Regions from separate parts of the Mus musculus genome. Here all the other regions are linked to region 3. Evidence: chromatin contacts called from public capture Hi-C data. All regions are on one chromosome and are shown on one strand. Each heading gives the region's core, a stretch centred on a gene start, on an enhancer-like site or on the middle of the called end of the contact. The rest is flanking DNA. Distances are from core to core; before and after follow the strand shown. Region 1 overlaps 2610307P16Rik (RIKEN cDNA 2610307P16 gene). Region 2 has its middle 27 kb from the start of A330102I10Rik. Region 3 overlaps Cdkal1 (CDK5 regulatory subunit associated protein 1-like 1).

Region 1 (4,548 bases), core at 1,599-4,098, 920 kb after region 3:
TTCGAGACTGAATAGAAATGTTCTTGCCACACCTCCTAGGAGGCTCCAGGTTAGTGGCTAGCCACTCGTGTATATGAAGGTTTTGTTGTCTTGACCCGTTCCTTGGGTTCATGGGCAATCCTGGCCTTCACAGATCTGGTAGGACGGTAGGCTGAGTTACAATGCTCAAGTCAGTCTGGGGTTGACTTGGGATTAACTAGGACTAGATCAACTTTTCTTCTCTAAACTACATTGCGGGTTAGGAAATGTAGTAGGAACCAGAGAATAACTTAAAACAATACAGTGGTCACTAGCATCCATTTCTCGTGTAAGGCGTTCCCCAACTCCTTCTTTTGTGCACAAGTCTGTTATTTTTCAGTGTTTAGGGCTTTCCCAGTGAAGCCTAGACTGTGCTCCATGGTGAAGGACTGTGCAGACCCTCTGGAGGGCCTTGGCAAGCCTTGCAGGGAGTAGTGGTACAGGTCCTAGCCATTTCCCCAACCCTGTCGTTACTGTTGAGCATTCTCAGAAAACGGTCTGCGAGGGAGGGAGCGCCTCCATGAGCCTCCCCTCCCCCATCGCCTTTCGAAAACTTTTCCAGTTTGGCTGCTGAATGAAAGCAGGAACTTTATTTAGAAGTGAGGAGGGGAGGGGAACGCAGCTCTGGGTTGACACCCTTCTGGTGCTTATCCATAAATATGAAATGGTGTTAGAACACCAGACACCAGAGAGCTTTCCGATTGGCTGCTGGTGATGTCATCTTGTCATTAATGCTGTGCTCAGAAAATAAACTGATCTGCCTGTTTTCTCCCCCTACCCCTTATTTAAAAAAAAAAAAAAAAGAAGAAGAAAAGAAAGAAAAAAGGAAAAAAAGAACCCTGAAATGTATGAAATCCATTTTGTCATCTAAAAGGAGGCACTTCAGTTAGGACATTTTGAACGAATTATTATATTTCTCATGTGCTCTGTCCTTTTGGCCTTCACTTGAATACTGCCGTAATCACCCACAGGCATTCAGTCTGTCGCATCCTGTTGCTTTAAGAGGAAGACAGACGCTTTGCAACACCTGGGCACCACAGTTGACATTTGCAGACACTAAGTGCTAATGCAGAAGATAGGAATTCCTTCCTGTCAGCCTTGCCACATCCGAGTGTGCTGAGAGCCAAGGTTGGCACTTGCAAGGCTTGAAACAAGGGGTGGGTAATCGAAAGTACTTCTATAAAACGTGTGTGTGTGTGTGTGTGTGTGCGCGCATGTGTGCACGAGCGCACATAGTGTATTATGCATATGTGCATATTTGTGTGTATCTTTGTATATGAGTATGTGCAAGTGTGTGCGGGTATGATGTAGACATGGGTGTTTTTATTAGTCTTCACATTATTTTTTTCACTGTCTCTTACTATACCTGGAACCCCATGATTTGGCTGTGCTTCCTGGCACCAAGCACCAGGTCTCGTCCTGTTTCTCCCTCTCCAACAATGGACTTATAGCAGTAGCATACTTCCAGGTTTGGCTTTATATATCGGTGCTGGGGAACCCAAACTCAGATCCTCATGTTGGCACATATAATACTTTACTAACTGGGCCATCTCCTTGCCCTTTAACATTGATTTCTTAAATCATAATTTTCTTAGTCTGACTCGGCTGCCTTTTGTGTGTTGTCAGTCAAATCTTAATGAGTCTGCCTTTGCACCTTGCTGATCTGGGATGTTTATTTACAGACGCGTGTTGAGTGGGAGGAACACACTTGTGACATGTCCTAGGTGTGTATAGGAAAAACCCAATGGTATTCTGGGTACCTAGGAGTGATGCTCTCAGAAGGGAAGCTACTCCCTGGCATTTCTCTAACCACTGAATTGAGTTTGGATGTTTGGGGGTTTGAGACAGTTAGACAACCAACCCTTCATCCCTACTGGTTCTGTATTTATATTTATAACCATTTCCATTAACCATTGGGAAGACTTGTGTATAGCTATAGCTCCTTCAGTTGAATACAGAACTGTCTTTTAAAAGGAAAGTCACGATTCTCTATTGTTATAAAGTTTGCTTGAATAAATGGCCTTCTCCTTTTCTGTAATATTTTACTTTGCTCGTGAGTGATCATAATAATGTATCTCCCTGTATGTCTGGGACTGTTGAATCTCACCAGATCCGAACCCAAATGTTATATGACTCCCCGCCATGCCATCTTCAAGCCCTGTCTTCAGTGAAATGTCTTTGGGAGTCTCTTTCACTCCCTGATGAAATGGCTGTCCAAGGTTGTTTTTCCCAAGGTGCAGGCACAGCACTTGAATTAGCAAAAATGTCCTGCCAGCAGGTGCAGCTCATCGCAGCAGTGCAGCCCTGGCTCAGGTTCCAGTGGCTCAGGTTCCAGGGAGCTGCCGGATTCCTTTTCAAGTGTCCCCTCATTTTCACAAGGTTAGAAACCATAGATTTAGCAATCTCTGGGGGTCAAAGGGAAAAGGGGGAGACAATGAGTCTCATTCATCCTTAGACGCTCTAATGAGTCATGGGGACGGTCTCTTTTCCAGGTTAGAGCTGTGTCTCTCTGGCAGGCTGTAATTATCTGTGAGCTGAGACACGAAGTGATATCAACACACAAAAGCATTTCAGGAATAGGTTTTTTGAAGATGAATCACCCAAGTCCATGTCCTGCTCAGCCTTTTTTTTTTTTTTTTTTTTTTTTTTTCTGAGGGGCTGTCTGGCTCCCTCTGCCTGGCTCCCACTTGATCATGTGACAGCTGTTTGCAGACTAAATGAAAGAAGCCATCATTCAGTGGCAGGAAACCTAATCCTGGACAGGTGCAGTTTGAGTAAAGACTCTGGGCCTGAAGGGCAGGGCCTTTGCAAAGTCCCCAGCTTTTGCAGATGGTGGGTGTGGGAGGAGCAGGATTCGATTCCCACAGTCCCATCTGCGGCCCCTAGACTGTCCTTCCCGGGGAGAGGCCTATCCTTTGTCCAGATATTGCTGAACTTTTGAACCCAAGTACACTCCACAACATTTGGGAGGCTGTGTTCACGCCTCACCCTCAGATAAAGCTGCCGCAAACTGAAGGAAACAGTAGCCAGACCCGTTTTCCTCTTCCTCCAGTGATGTGAGGGAGCTAATTAGAAATCAGCCGTCCAGCCGCTTCCTCCCCTTGTACTTGGGTTCTTTTTTCCCCTAAAAGATGCTTATAGACACGAACAAAGGCCGGATGCCGTATTAGGCCTTCTCATTAAGTGCTCCCTGTCAGATGTGTCTGGTTTACACACCACTTTTTCCTTCTGCCCAGGCCAAATGGGATCCCAATGGGTGTTAGAACCCCTCCCCCCATCAAGTTGTATTTTTCAATGTCTGAAACTGCCCCTCAAAAAAGAAAAAGGAAAACCTGCCACATTGCAGTTTTCTTTGTTCTCAATTACTGATGGCTATTGAGAACTAACTCAGGCGCCAGGTGTGTAGACACCACATTATCACACCTAAATCTTTGCGCACTTGGCAAACACTGAGACTGCCTACACCCTCAGATGAAGCGTTTGTGGGAGAAAACGAACAAATAGCCAGATAGACAGCATTAATAGAGAAATATGGAGAGAAAGGATAAGAATTGAGAGTAGTCTGGGCTAGAACCCAATCTATTTGAAGGAAAGAAATGATTAGGGTGGGAGTGCGGGCATGAAGCATTTGCTAAGCAGTCTACTGCTCTGAATAGATCCCTAAGTTCCTGTGGCTTGGAGATCAAAACTTAGAAATCCACAATTATACCACATAGATTCTCCCTAGTCTATATTTAGTATATAATCTCTACACTTTGGCTACATATGGCCTTGAGCTCCTCTTAAGAGCTAAAAATGCAAGTTGCTGCCGCCCACTCTGTCCCAAATCAGGATGGCACATAATTGCATCAGGGATCTTGCTTTGAGGAAGGAGGTGGAGATCAAGTCATCAGTGGGCAGCTTCCCCTCCCCCCAACCCCCATGAGCACCCTTAGAAGAAGCTCAATATGCAAGATAAATGTATGAATGATGTCTCTGTAAGAATTCATTTATCCCTTCACGACTTCAGTAGACCATCTCGTGGGGGTACTTGAAAGTTGGAGCGAGATTCACACTAGAAGTAAACGCTCATCATGAAATGGACACGAGATGCTAAACAGCAAGAACAGATGGGCTTGACTGTCAGAACTGTCCGAACATCTACTGTCGGAAAGGAAGACAGTAGAAAGCCCAGTGGCTTGCTGATCTCTTTGAACTGGAGTTGGAGGGATTTGAAAGTGAAATGCTTCCGAAGGCACGTGGGTTTGAACACTTGCTCCCCAACTGGTGCCCAGCTATCTTTGGGAAGGCAATAGAACCCTTAGGAGGTGGTGTCTCACTGGAGGAAGTGGGCCGCTGGAAGCTGGGCTTGAGGCTTGATTATCTAAACCTGCTTTCTATTTACTGTTTACATGACTTCAAAGATGCAGTGTGACCATCTGCCTCCCTAAACTGTAAGCCAAGGTAAACCTCTCTGTCCTTAAGGCGCCTTTTGTTGGTCATTTTTGTTATAGAAACAAGAAAGCTAACTAATGGGAGTTACCGTGTAAA
Region 2 (4,559 bases), core at 1,486-3,985, 650 kb after region 3:
GAAATCTGTGCTGGGTATGATTCTTTCTGCCCTGGGTAGATTCTCGTCGTGAGGATCTGAACAGGTCTTCCTTTGGTTCTTTCTGACCCATCTGCTCCTAGCTGGCCTCTGTTCGTATCACTCTGGTTTCCCCGACCCAGCAACCACCCTGAAGTAAAAGAAGTATCTTTCAGCATGGTTGATGGGACAGAGCTGGCCGGGTTGCACTGAGTCCTTTCCTGAGTCTGCGACTCCTGACTGTTGGGACTCTCCATTCTGACCAGCGCAGCTGTCTACCATCTTCTAAACTCCAGTGTGGTCCTTTTGAGAATGCTTTCATTTTCTAAAGCTGCTCAAAGACTCCACCTTGGCAGATCGAGCAACCGTGCACTCTTACCCACACCCCTGCAAGCACCCCTACTAACACACTACACTCCTGTGACCAGTACATACAAGCACAAGCTCTTCTTAAAAATCTCTCTGATTCTGTAGAGTTCAGAGCACACCGGAACTTCAGATTGAAACCTGTCCTGTTGCTATCAGTTCTCTCTCGGTTTCTGGTAAGTTTTCCATCTCTCAAGTATGAGAGTCCACTATTTTACATGATAACATTTCTCTCTGAATTGGGAATACCGAAAGCTACCATGAAAACAGATGTTGTCTATCACTGTAGTGACGGCTACAGCAAAAAGAAGCACACACAGTGTACGCATTGGGCTACAGGGAAATGAAAGCACATAGAATTGTTCTATATTAGTTATTCTCTCTTGAAACTCAATATAAACTCCAGGGCTCCTAAAATTACACGAAGGAGTAACTTTCCAGAAGTTTAAAGCTCAATGAGACAGCGGTTACTGTAGAAGGTATTTATTTGTTTACTTATTTATTTATTTTAAAGATTGATTTTGCTAGGCAATGGTGGCATACACCTTTAATCCGAGCAGGCAGAGGCAGATGAATATTTGAGTTCAGCTCCAGCCTGGTTTACAGAGTGAGTTCCTGGACAGTCAGGTATGCACAGAGAAATTTTGTCTCAGAAACAAAAGCAAAAACAAAAACTTAAAGATTGATCTCATTTTTAATATGGGGGGGGGGAGGGAATGTGAATGCTTGGATCTCCCTGTTACTGGCGTTTCAGAAGGCCGAGAGGCACTCTGTAGTGTTGGAAGCCAATCCCAGGTGTTCTGTATGAGCAACAAGTGCTCTTAAGCACTGCGCCACCTCCCCAGCCTCCTGTAGAAGGTCGTTAAAGGGGTGACATCTGTTCAATTCATCTTGTAAAACTGGTAAACCCATAAGTCCCTTGGAAGGAAAGAGGAGGAAGCTAGGAAGCTACCTTTGGAGTTAAGCCTTGATAGTATATCCAGCATATGGACACTTTGTTGTTATTAATTTATTTATTTATTTATTGGTTTTTTGAGACAGGGTTTCTCTGTATAGCCCTGGCTGTCCTGGAACTCACTTTGTAGACCAGGCTGGCCTCGAACTCAGAAATCCGCCTGCCTCTGCCTCCCGAGTGCTAGGATTAAAGGCGTGCACCACCACACCCGGCTGTTATTAAATTTTATGTGTATGGGTGTTTTGCCTGCATGTCTATCTATGCACCACACATAGGCACTCCTGATGTCCTCAGAGACCAGAAGAGAGCACAGGATCCCCTGGGACTAGAGTTACAGATGCCCATGACTTGACACCAGCACGTTGGGAACCAAACCTCAGTCCTCTGGAAGACTAGCTAATGTTCTTAACTGCTGAGCCATCTCTCCAGCCCCTGGACACTTTTATTTTATTATTATTTTTTAATGGAACATTGTAATTAGATAAAATGTCTAACCAGCTCAGTTTTCTTCCTTCTTACAGTGCGTAACACTTCGTCAGCATAATGACTGCATTAGCAGTCATGAGCCACTCTTGAAAAATCCCTATTTAGTAAAACCACATTAAGAGAAATACAGAGTGTATGATGAGCACCCTGATTTAATTTTTACACAGGATTAACATATTGAGCTATCGTAGCTAATTCTAAAGCCGTGTTCTCTCTATTCAGACCTGTAAAATAATCCTCAGGTAATTGGCTGTGCTTTATACGATGCTTCTGGCTTCACTTCCTCTTTGATTTGGGCAAGCAATGGGTCCTAAATGATTCTCTGATTCACAGTCTAAAACACAAAGCCCAATGCTGGAGGAAATTACAGCTCTTTTTTTTTCCCTTCCTTCTTTTCTCTCTCTTTCTCTCTAAAAAGTGGGGCACAGAGCACACTACATCTCCTTCTCCCTGTAACTCCCCACTTGTATTTCCTCCTCAGACTTTACTCTTCCCAGTGAAACTGTTAGCTTGCATCCTGAAGAACTTCACTGGGGGAGGAGAAACAGAGCGACCAGCCTCCCATTTCCAGGACAATCTTGTCTAGATAGTGAGCACCAGAGCAGGCAAACATAAACCGCCTGCAAATAACTCCTCTGCAGCCTTAAGAATACTCCAGTTGCAGCCATTCTCAACCGGTGGGTCCCGACCCCCACAGGGGTTGCAGATCAGATATCCTACATATCAGATCTTTACATTACAATTCATAACAGTAGCTAAAAGTACAGTTATGAAGTCACAACAAAATAATTTTATGGCTGGGGGTCACCACAACCTGAGGAACTGTATTAACGGGGTCACAGCATTAGGAAAGCTGAGAACCACTGCTCCCGGAAGGAAGTTGCTGGGTGCTGTTGAGAAACACATTCCTAAGCAGACTTTACTCCAGTTTACTCAGTGACTCTAAAGAGCCTGAGGGGAACCTGATAACCTCTCCTGATGGAGCAGCCCAGGGAGACGCGGAGGAGGGAAAGGCCTGAGTGACTGACAGATCAGACTAGCAATACACACTTGACTACCAGTCTCCAAGGGCCTCACACATACACGGATCTCCACAACGGACAAAAATCAAGGCTTCTCCAAATCCTGTTTTGAACACCAGGTCATTCTTCGTATAATGGAACAGCACGCAGCTGAGCCCTCCCCTTTCTGGAGCCTGCCTCTAAGCAAAGGCTTCCTGGATTTGCATCCAGGTGCAGCGGGGCCGAGTGTGGTAGGAGCCCATCATCCAAATGCAAATATTTTCTACAAGACCGAAATTCTTTTGCTACTGGACTGTAGAGGCCAGCCTCTAGAAAAATTTGCATGTTGACTGGTAAAAACAGGCCAAGCCTTGCTTTAGAAATGAAGAGACAAAGAGATCATTGCGAAATCAAATCAACAAACAAATGCAATGCAAATAGACTCTATTAACTGTCTACAGAGCATTTCTTAAACAGGCAGAGAAGGGAATTTAGAGTGCAGGAAATGCATCCAACGAAAAAAGATACAAAAAGGAAATGAAGAAAGATTTTTTTTTTTAATGAATTACAACCGGCTTGATAATTACTGGTCCAGCTGGATCATGCACAGCCCAGTGGAAAACAGGCTCTAAGTCACCTCCTGGTGACCTGTGGCAGGAAATGACTCTGTTCCAAAATGGGAACTCTATGAAGGTTGCAGCTTAAGATGCAGTGATAGAGTTGCAGCTCAGGTATATGGGATATGTAGGTGTGCTGCTACTTTTACGGAAACTTGACACATGCTAGAGTCATTTTGGAAGAGGGCACCTCAATTGAGAAGTTGTCCCCATCAGCCTGACCTTCTGCAGAGCCTGTGGTCCATTTTCTTGATTGACAGAGGAGGTCCCAGGCCGTTGTGGGTGATGTCACCCCTAGGTTGAAGCAGGCAATGCAAGCCATGGCCAGCAAGCCAGTAAGCAGCACTCCAACCATGGCCTCAACATCAGTTCCTGCCTCCAAGTTCCTGCCCTGCTTGAATTCCTGCCCTGATTCCCCTCAATGGTGGACTGTTACCTGAAAGTGTACGATGAAATAAACCCTTTCCTCCTCAACTTGACTTTGGCCTTGGTGTTTTGTCACAGAAATAGAAAACCTAACTAAGACAGCAAGATAATATTAGAAACAAAAAATTAAATCTCCAGACAAGTATTTTTAAATTACTTGCTCATATAACACATGAAAATATTTTCTAGGTTACTTAAAAAACAACTGAGCGTGATGGTATACCGTATATTCCACTCTGTGGGAGGCTGAAAGAGGGAATTATGAATTCAAAGGGAATCTGTACTGCACAGCAAACAAAAACTTCTCTCAAAGAAACAGGAGAGAAGGGAGAGGAGGAGGGAGAGGAGGAGGGAGGGAGGGAGGGAGGGAGGAAGGGAGGAAGGGAGGGAGGGAAGGAGGGAGGGGAGAAAAACAAGAGCTGGTGAGATGGCTCAGGTAATAAATTGCTTGAAGCACAAACTTGGAGACCCGAGTTCAGATCCCTAGAGCCCACATAAAAAAATGGGCATGGTGGCCTTAATCCTTTCGCTGTAGAGACAAAGACTGTAGGACCCCAGCCAGCCTAAATAGACAGTTCCAGATTCAGTGAGAGACACTGCCTCAGAAAGTAAGGTGGAGGGGGATGGAAGAAGGCACCAGCATCAGTCTTTGGGCTACACACATGTAAACACACACATACCCCACATACACACTCAAACACATATACACTG
Region 3 (4,476 bases), core at 1,914-4,413:
TGTCTAGAACTCGTGAGGCTTAGAGTCTGGAAAGCTTCCTGAGCCTTTGTCAGAAGGAACTTCCACACTTTCCTGACAATCTCGTGTGCTTAGCAGTGAATTGGTTTAACAATTCTAAAGGTTCCACAGTTTTTCCATTTCTTACTTTTGTTACATTTATTTTTTTAAATTTATTATTTAATATATTTTGATTATATCTTTTGGCTCCCCGAAGTCCTCCCAGGTCCTTCTTTTTTCCCAACATTTCTATCTAACGTCCTGTTCTTTCCCTCCTTCTCAATAAACAGACAAAGCATTACAAGAAAACAAAACCAAACTAAACCAAAAAGAAGACCCCCAAACAACAACCCCTGCATACAATCACATGGAGTGTATTTATGTTGGTCAGCTACAGCTGAGCATGAGGCCTGCCCTCGAGTGAGGTTACCATTCACAGTAGCGCCCATTGGAGTAAACTGATTTTCCTGGTCAGAACCAAGACTTTATGCCCAGGTACCTTTGTCAGTGCTGAGATTTTGTTGCTTTGAACCTGTATAAGTCATGTGCCTCCTATCAATCTCTGGGAGTTTATATGTACATCAGTCCTGGTTCTCTGTTTCTTTAGAATTCTTTACCATTTCTGGCTCTTGCAAATTTTCTCCCTCCTCTTCAGCCCATGTCTGTGAGCTCTGAGGGGAGGGGTTTGATAGGGACATCCCATCTATAGCTGAGTGCTCCAAGATCTCTTCTCTGTGTATACGTTGTCAAGATGTGTGTCAATCACCATCTCCTGCAAAAAAAAAAAAAAAAGCCTCCTTGAGGAGAGTCTTGGCATTAGTCATTTATTGATGTGTAACAATGTTACTCAAATGTGGCTGTGTCTATGAGTCAGGTATCTGGGTGTTGTACTCTTCAGCCAGCCTGCAGTAAGATGTTTGCAGTAGCTGCCATGCATTTAAGTCTCTTGTAACCAGGAGGAGACTTTCCCAAGTTTTGTGTGTTTTGGAACATGCAGTTCTTTATAGGCTGCTGTGTCAAGGTCCCTAGTCTCTTATTGGAGCTCCACTGGAGGTTACCCGGAGTTCTGTGCAGTGCGGTGCCTACCCTGTGACTGCTTGCTCCTTCAAAGCCATTAATGGAGTGCTTCCTTGGTGGGCAGAAGTTATGGAATCATGCAAAGGACCTCTTCCCACTTTGAAGCACTGTAGTGTCTGAAGCGGTTTTCTGATCCTGCCCAGACTGTAGAGAACAGTTCACATATGGTAGACTTTCTAGCAGGCAGGAAATGGGGGGCTGTTACACTCTTTCCTGAGAGGCCGATACACATAGATTGTCTAGAAGCAATGCCATGGCCCAGTAAATCCTGTTGAATAAATACTCAGTGAAGTGGTGTATTTGCGGTAATAAAAAAGTAAGACATTTTAACTCTTCTACCTGCAGCTTGTGGTTAACTGCTAAATCTGGCTGAATATTTACTTAGATTTCTGCTGCCTTCACACCCCTGCATGCTCCCCAGTTTTCTTCTGATGAGGCTAAAGAGAGCAATTTCTCAATTTTGAGCTCTTGGTGGTATTTGGGACTGTTGTTGGGTTTTCATTATTAATCCTTTCTCTTATGTGTAGCTCTTCTCCTGAGTCTTCTTTTCCACGGTGTCTTTCTATCCCTTTCTTGTGGAATCTTTACTCTTCAAACTTTATAGTCTAGTCACCTTTTTATTCCTCACACACAGGTTAAATGTTCAATAAAGTCTATATGGAATTACTGATTTCAGTGGGCAGGATGGATTTATTTGTACATGATTATAACAGGTTTTTAAACTGAGCCCCTCCGAAGCTTGGGCGCTTATTAAGGGGTGTAAGTGGGTTACTGGTTGGTAAAAGATAGTTACTGGCCTAAGCAGATGCATGCAGAGGGAGAGGGAGTGTTCAGTTGCTTTTATAGGGTTTTGCTGCTCTCTGTCCCTGTCTCTTTGTCTCTCTCTGTATTTCTCTCTGTCTCTGTCTCTCTCTTTATCTCTCTCTGTATTTCTCTCTGTCTCTCTCTTTGTCTCTGCCACCCCCAACCCCCAGCCCTTAGTAATGACACCATGTATCCTTGTGGCTTTCTACCTACTGCCCTGAACATAAGAAACATGTCCTTGTTCCTCTGATAGCTCTGGGCCTGGATGTGTATCACTCAGTGACAGTCTGCATTTACTTTAACACTGTTGCTGTGGCTGGAGAGATGGCTCAGTTGTTTGGAGGGAGCACTTGTTGCTTTCACAGAGGACCTAGGATCAATTCTCAGCATCTTCATATATAGTTCATGTATATTCACATATAGTTCACAGCCATCTTAATTCCAGTTCTTGGGGATCCAATACTCTCTTCTGACCTCCATTGGTATGCACATAGTTAACATATACATATATTCAGGCAAAACATCCATGCATATAAATCTAGAAAGAATCTACAAATGTTGCTGATGATAATAGTACAATAATGGATCACAAATGGCTCCTGTTTGTTGCTATAGGTACTAGCTGGTTATTAGTTGTGACTCAGTGAGACCCTGTTAAATACACTTGGTCAGGCTCCGTCCCAGGCCTCAGCCTTGTGCTCTTACTTTCATGGCAGCTTCCTTGGGTTTGGTTTCCCATTTTGTTTATTGACTTTTGCGGGGTGGGGTGGGGAGGTGAGTTCTTTTGGAACATTTTGTCTTTCCTAACAGCTGGGACCTGAATTGTGTCTGAAAGGGTTCTTGCTCTGGGTCATGATTTCACAACCTTTCAAACAGAATCAGTGTGGAGGTACCGGTGGCAGCCTGTCTGTAGCCTTCTCTCCTTCAGGAGGGAGGCTGGGCTAGGTAGATCTCTTCTTCACACCTGTGGACTCAGCCTACATAGCTAACGGCAGGGAGGGGTGACTACACTGACCTCATGTTCACAGGGACAGAGGCTTCATCACTGAAGCCAGTGTGACAGACATCTTGGGATTTTGTTCTTCAGAGGGAGCAGATCTTAATGGGACTCCGACTTACTAAGTGGTCTTTAGTTTTCCTTCTGAGTTGTCTTGTGAATGTTGCTGCTTTCAGGTGTTTTGAAACTCTGTGGATGTTATAAATGGCATTGTGTGTCTTAGAGGTCAGCTTGGAGTCATGGCTCGTCACGAGCCTCCTCACCGTTTTATTTTTAACCAGCACATGAGTGTCTGACTTTCACGTGCTCTTTCTTGCTTGTGGGCCGCTGCCAGGCCCAGTGTCTTGTTTGGAAGAGATAAATGTCTGGAGGATTTTGTTTTGCTGTGAGATGCATGAGTCACACTTAGCATGAACTCTGTGCTTCCTGCAGACCTCTAATTATTTTGGGTAGTCTACCTACACCTCAACCCCGGGCAGCTGATGTGCTGAAAGTTTGCATCATGTGCCAGTTTGTGAAAGTTCTCATTAGTCACCTGCTCTTTTATGTCCTCCAAAGATAATATGTTTATTTCCTTATTGTGCCAAGTACCAATCCCAGTCAGTATATTCATATACTCATCACCAAACTAGAAAGAAAATGAAGTTTTCTTGTGTTTCGTTTAAAGCTGGCCCTAACCTTACAGTGCTGCCTCAGCCTCTCAGTGCTGGGCTGCCATGTTCTTCCATGCTTGCCTTTTTGCAGAAGGTTTTAACAAGTAGCCCTTTGTAATCTTTGTTGACTATTTTCCTAACAGTAATGAGCATTACCAGAAATGTAGGCTTCACTTGTGTGTTTAACCCTCCAAGACACATAGACTTTTAGGATAGTGGTTTACAGTTAAAAAGAAAAGCAAAATAATACTGGGATCAGCAAGACAACTGAAATAGTTTCTATTATGTTCCCATTAAAGAGCTTGTTAAGCATTATCAAACTTATCTTTATTTCCAATAGGTTATGACATGTAGCGTGTGTAATGGTTGCAGCCATGTGTAGTGGAGCCAGACTGTCTGGTTCACCTACTTAACCAGCTGTGCAATGTTTGCGATATTTGTCAGATTATTTATGTTTCTATGTCTGTTTCATCTTTGGAGAGAATGCCAGTGGCAGCACTTCGCGGGGTGCTTTTAAGGTTTTGGGTAGTGAGTCTTTAGAGTCTGGAACAGTGAGTGCTGTCCGTGCTTCATGTATCATTCTCCATCTGTGATTGGACAGCTTTACACACTTTCAGGTTTGTGTATGTTTATTTATGTGGTGTGTGTGTGTGTGTGTGTGTGTGTGAAGTACACTTACACCAGTATTTATGGAGTCCAGAAGAGAGTATCAGATTCCCTGAATCTGAAATTTCAGGTGATTGTGAACTGCTCAACATTGATGCTGGGAACCAAGTTCAGATCCTGTGGAGGAGCAGTCAGAGCTCTTGATTTGTGAGCTATGTCCCCAGTCCCTACATATGAACACACTCACACATATATGTATCTATATACACATATGTATATGTAAATTGTATATAACTTATAAATATATATTTAAACAAAAATCATCTCTCTTTATGAGATTTC

What was found. Capture Hi-C pulls out chosen DNA fragments and counts their contacts.
Region 1: a capture Hi-C map of embryonic stem cells shows a contact between it and region 3, with 2.5 times the contacts expected there. The contact joins two enhancer-like sites. A contact is called at or near these places in 1 of 115 datasets of contacts at active chromatin or transcription factors (differentiating embryonic stem cells) and 1 of 9 other capture datasets (embryonic stem cells).
Region 2: a contact with region 3 is called in a capture Hi-C map of embryonic stem cells, with 2.8 times the contacts expected there. The contact joins two enhancer-like sites. A contact is called at or near these places in 1 of 15 datasets of contacts at CTCF or cohesin (the NIH/3T3 cell line), 2 of 115 datasets of contacts at active chromatin or transcription factors (cardiomyocytes and embryonic basal ganglia) and 1 of 9 other capture datasets (embryonic stem cells).

The regions. Positions count from the first base shown.
Region 1 is chr13:28,716,926-28,721,473 of GRCm38.p6, reverse strand. All of the region lies in intron 3 of 2610307P16Rik (RIKEN cDNA 2610307P16 gene), which reads left to right. Among named protein-coding and RNA genes, the nearest start is that of Mir6368, 8.3 kb to the right of the region's middle. RefSeq lists an enhancer at 2,033-3,828. Within about 2 kb of position 2,848, at least 92 of the 459 cell types and tissues checked have an H3K27ac peak or open chromatin away from gene starts, as enhancers often do. A contact at or near this core is called in embryonic stem cells, where this site is marked.
Region 2 is chr13:28,987,442-28,992,000 of GRCm38.p6, reverse strand. No RefSeq gene overlaps it. Among named protein-coding and RNA genes, the nearest start is that of A330102I10Rik, 27 kb to the left of the region's middle. Within about 2 kb of position 2,735, at least 47 of the 459 cell types and tissues checked have an H3K27ac peak or open chromatin away from gene starts, as enhancers often do. A contact at or near this core is called in embryonic stem cells, where this site is marked.
Region 3 is chr13:29,636,763-29,641,238 of GRCm38.p6, reverse strand. All of the region lies in intron 8 of Cdkal1 (CDK5 regulatory subunit associated protein 1-like 1), which reads left to right. Among named protein-coding and RNA genes, the nearest start is that of Cdkal1, 220 kb to the left of the region's middle. Within about 2 kb of position 3,163, at least 55 of the 459 cell types and tissues checked have an H3K27ac peak or open chromatin away from gene starts, as enhancers often do. A contact at or near this core is called in embryonic stem cells, where this site is marked.